2 separate regions of the Gossypium hirsutum genome follow, and region 2 is linked to region 1. The links are chromatin contacts, called in public Hi-C maps. All regions are on one chromosome and are shown on one strand. Each heading gives the region's core, a stretch centred on a gene start, on an enhancer-like site or on the middle of the called end of the contact. The rest is flanking DNA. Distances are from core to core; before and after follow the strand shown.

Region 1 (2,551 bases), core at 27-2,526:
GATTTTATCCCATTTGTAAGAGTTTACTGAATTGTTTTAAAGTTTTAAACTTTATGTATGTTGTTTTTAAGATTCACTTTGTTTGTACTCTGATGGCATCTCTCATCTACATCGGATGTGGAGACGGATGAGGGGGTGTTACAACTTATATATATGAATTAATACACTTTATATTTGACCAAACTTGACATAGTCCGAAACATGAGTCTAAGATTTTGTCCAAGCTAATCCATTTTTATAAATGGCTAACCAAATTCATTTTAGGTCTACTCATTTTATTTTTAATTTAATAATTAATAATTTAGATATTTTTATTTTATTAAAATTTCAAATTTAGAATCTTAACATATTTTTATCTTTTTGGAAAAAAATATTTTTTAATATTTTCATAGTGTTATATATTTAATTTTATGGGATATAAATTATATAATATATAAAAATAAAATAAAAAATATATATTACACAAGTATAAAATGGGCAGGGTCAAGTCAAGTTTAGGCCTTGAATATTGAAGCCTAAACCTAACCTATATTTTAAATAGGTCTAATTTTTTATACGCAAGCCTATTTTTCGAACTTGGTACTTTTGTTTAAATTCTCTTATATATCCAACAGCCTTAAACTTATACATATAATCTAACCCATAAACAAGTCTAAAATATATATCAGCAAACAAATATTACTGCATAAAAGATACGAAATTTAACACAAATACTTTTCATTGGTTTATTCTTTTTTTCTTTTATTTCCCTTTCTGTCTTTGTTTTTTTTTTCTCTTTCTTCGTTTAAATATGCCCTAATCCATGTACCTTTTTTTTGGATTTTTTTTAGCATTCCAATTTTCTAATTCTAAAAACAAAATCTAACTTATAACAATATTAATCGATTTTCATTAAATTTGAATATGTGATATTTTAATATTTAAAGTTTTAATTTAAAAATTATAATCCAATTGATAATGCATATTCAATTTACCCCTACTTTCAATAAATATGAAAAGAAAAAAGAAACGGTGAATTTTCCAAAAGATACTATTTATTCATTTTTATAAAAAGAAATGGTCAGTTTTCACCCAATTGGTGTTACTTTACTGTGACACCAAATTGTAAAATAATGGATATTTGGGGGTCAATTTAGAAATAATAGATATTGAACAAATGATAATGATTGCTTATACAAAAGAGAAGGGAAAAAGAGTGTGTTGGCACGCGCGGGGTGGGAGAAAGGGGCATCTGAGAACTGTTGGGAACAGATGATCGTATGAGAGAGGACGCGTGGAAGGTGAGATAGAAGGGGCGAATCTTTGGGATAGATTTGTGATGTGATATTTGTGTTCGAAAGGATCTATCCTGTTCTGTCCGGTAATTTAGCAGCGGTGTCGTCCAATGAAAGGTTTAGAATTTGCAAAGGTCCAGTTCACTCTTTCTTGTCATTTTTTGCTGGTCAAACGTGGCATCATCAAAAGTTTATTCCACTATTTTTTTAAAAGAAATAGTTAATTTGGTTTGTTTGTTTTGCCCAAAATGGCTGGTTTAGAAATTATTATGTCGTTTTAGGAAAATTTATTTTGGTTAATGGAATATTTTTATTTGCAAAATATATTATTATTTGTTGCAGTGAATGTCCACAATTTATAAGTCTATTTATATATTTAATTTTGCCTATGCAATTAAATATTTCATTGTCAATCTACTAAAATTTATCTTATTTAAAAATCTAAAAATTAAATAAATATTACTTTTCCCCAAAAACATTTTACTGTTTTAAAAAAATCAGTTTGAAAGGCCAAAATTTGTAATTAGTTTCTTTAATTTTAGTAAATTTATTCTAGTATTGGCATGAGTTTTTTTCCTAAATTATTATGAATTTAAATCTCGGATTTAAATCTCATCATAAGTTAGCTTAATCTAAATTCATTCTAATTTAGATTTGAGTGTATTTTAATTTTTAATATTATAATTATAATTAATTAAATATAAAATCAAACACATATACAATAATATTAAAATATAAATTTATTACTGATCTATCAATATTCGTTTTTAATAAAAAATTTAATAAAATTTTTTTAATAAAATTTTTCTTTCTTGCAAAATCTAGTAATATATCTGTGCTTATAGACCCCTCAAAAAGTAATAAATTATATATATATATCTGTGTGTGTGTGCAAATTTTAGTCAATTCGTTAACTTTGAATCGTTTCTGTGGCTAAAATTGATAACACAAGACACAGCTAATACAAGTGTATCACGTGTATAAAATTTCACATCGAAATCACATCATAAATGTTAAAGCATAATAAAAATAATTTTTTAAAAAATCGAATTATCTAAAAAAAAAACCTCCAATAAATTGTTTAAAGAAAAAAATATGATTTTATAAAATAAACTTATGTAATTATTAAAAAAACTAGTTATTTAAGCTATAATTTATATTGAATATAAATTTTATAATTTCATATTTTTCAATATTTTGAATTTTTTGAAATTTATAACAAAATTCTTTTATAATTTTTCAAAAATTCTTAAAAATTTTAAAAAAATCTAAAAAGT
Region 2 (2,551 bases), core at 31-2,530, 220 kb before region 1:
AGAGAGGGAAAGACAAAAAAAAGACAAAACCTTGTCGTCAACGTTGTGTTGTTGTTGTTGAGAAACAAAGATACGAGGTTTTTGAGACACCCAATTGGATGCAAACCTAAGATATGAAGAGCTAAAAGAAGAAGAAGATGCCCACAAGAGATCTACAATGCAAGCCAATCCCAAAAGACAAAAGAATAGAACAAATATAAATTTTGTGTAACTGTTGTTGCTCTTGCTTTGATGTTGATGGTGGTGAGGTAGATTTTTGCCCATTTTTCTTTTTGCAGGTTCATAAGAGTATTGCTCATCTCCATTTATTTATTAGAACGTAAAGGGAATACAGGGGTTGGAGGAGAAAAAAGAAAGACAGCTTGAGACAGCAGTAACTTTGAACTCTGCTCAAAATGTTGGGCGCCAATGGTTTTTCATTGCCTTTTGAAGTTCACTAATTCTTGGGTAAATTACATCTCATATCCTAAATTATGCTTCAAAATTTACATTAGTCCTAAACTATAATACTCAAAGTATCGGTTAGGTCCTTTTAGCATTTGGATAACTTGGGAATCGTATGCCACGAGTGTTTTAAAAATCAGGATAGTGGTTGAACGGTTTAAACTATGTTCAACATTCGATTTGATCAATCATATAAAAATAAATAATAAAAATATTCATAAAACATAAAAAATATATATAAAATCCGTTCAACTGATTCAAATTTTTGACTTTTTGTTCTGACTTCCAATTTTTTATTAGTTTTGAGCAGTTCATTTAGAGGTCGATTCAACTTCTATATTCAGACTAGTATATCAATCAATTCGGTTCAAATAACACTAAATATTACATAAAAACTATATTTTTTATTAGACTCATGCTTATTTAGCATCCAAATTAATAATTAGATTAACGAAAGAACCTAATTGATATGATACTAATATTTTAAAAACTCAATTCGAGCATTTTAAAATTTAGAACTTGTTTAAAACATGAATCATAACTTGAGGATGTACTGTGGAATTAATCCTTTAATTTTATGTGTCTTCCGAGGTTGAAAATTCAAGGGCAATCCTCGGCAGTTGTTTTCATGGTCGGTCGGTGGATGCAATGGGCTGTCTCTGCAAGGAAAAAAGGGGCCTGTCTGTTTTCTTTTTATTTATTTGTGGAGTCTCCTTTATGGGCTGGTTTTATTGCTGTCCACTACTTGGGTCTCATGTCACTGAAAAGACCAAACACAAGACCTGGCAGTTTTCAAGGCCATCCTAAAAGCCCAAAACCTTACTGTCTGTTGGTGGACACGCGACTCGACTAAATCTCAATCACTGTTTTTTTTTCCTACTATAATTTATGCTGTTTTCTCTTATACTTTCCGTTTTGTTCCTTTGGATCTGTGAGGCAGCCGCCGGTTCCTTTGACCACCACCACCGCCACCTCTCTGTGATCAACCTTCACTCTCTTTTTCAAGTTAGTTCTCTGTCTTATGCTCTCTTCACATCTTCTTTTAATCTTTGGGTTTATTATTTTTATTATTTTTTCCTCCATAGTTGTTGGATCTGCCCCCAGATCCTCTATGTTAGGGTTTTCAAGTTCCTCCTTTTTTCATTTTAAACTTTAACCTTTTTTTGGCTTCCTTATGCTATTCCTTTGATTGGGTTTACTGTTCTTTGTGTATTGTATGTTTATCCTTTGATTTTATGATTACCCACTTGTTTCAACACTGTTAAAGCTTTTCCTTTTTGTAGAATTTAATGATTATTTGACTGAAAAAAAGGAACCTTTATATGAATTCTCTTTTTAATCTCATTTTGTCCTTTTTTTTTAACATTTTAATTGTAAATATACATTTGCTTATTAAGTTTCAGCTGAACTTTTCAGGGAAATTAACTGAAATGGCTGGAGGATTAATCCACCAGGTTTTAAGGAGGAAATTTCAATCACAGTCTGCTGTAAGATTCTTTCCTAGTTTTCCTTCATTGATGTTAAACTTATACTTACCTATGGAATGAGGTCATGAAGACCATGCAATCTACATGGTTCTTACTGGATTTTCTTACATAATCTAGAAATATTTTGCTACATGGATTCTAGTATTTGTTGAATTGTAGCAAGTTTTCATTCATTGATCCTAGTTTTCTACTTTCCTCAAGATGAATTCTAACTTTTAAGGCAAGCTTTGTCCAATTGCGGTATGTTTTCATCCTATATTACTCTTACTTGGGTGCTAATGTCTGATATGCAAGTGTGCATTGAGATGGGTATGATCAGATTTTTTAAAGTTTTTCCATGTATTTGGAGTATCCTTGGATGTTTATCTTCATACTCAAGTGTCGGATACGAGTCTTGGACATGTGTACTTCATGAACAATGAAGAGTCAGAGCAAAAAAAGTTTTCATCTCTGAATAATAATGAAAAGTTTCTATAGGATTTAACCTGGAATGGTTTTCTCCCAGTTACCAATACTTGTTCTGTATTATTGCTCAGGTTCAAGCTTTATCATGGTTTTCATCAAGGAAAGTTAATGACGATGCGGGTTCTGCTGGTATGAGGACTGTTGCACTCCTTGGA

The links. A called contact is a pair of places that touch in the nucleus more often than the background predicts.
Region 2: a Hi-C map of leaf shows a contact between it and region 1, with 2.0 times the contacts expected there. The contact joins the promoter of LOC107892181 here to the enhancer-like site in region 1. A contact is called at or near these places in 2 of 34 Hi-C or Micro-C datasets (both in leaf).

Annotation. Positions count from the first base shown.
Region 1 is chrD09:11,596,771-11,599,321 of Gossypium_hirsutum_v2.1, reverse strand. No RefSeq gene overlaps it. Among protein-coding and RNA genes, the nearest start is that of LOC121221542, 17 kb to the left of the region's middle. Within about 2 kb of position 1,276, at least 3 of the 9 cell types and tissues checked have an H3K27ac peak or open chromatin away from gene starts, as enhancers often do. A contact at or near this core is called in leaf, where this site is marked.
Region 2 is chrD09:11,817,079-11,819,629 of Gossypium_hirsutum_v2.1, reverse strand. It overlaps LOC107892181 (cytochrome c1-2, heme protein, mitochondrial), which reads left to right and starts at 1,280. Exons shown (of 8, transcript XM_016817191.2): 1 at 1,280-1,449; 2 at 1,848-1,931; 3 at 2,468-2,551. The coding sequence starts at 1,333. It also overlaps the pseudogene LOC107893006.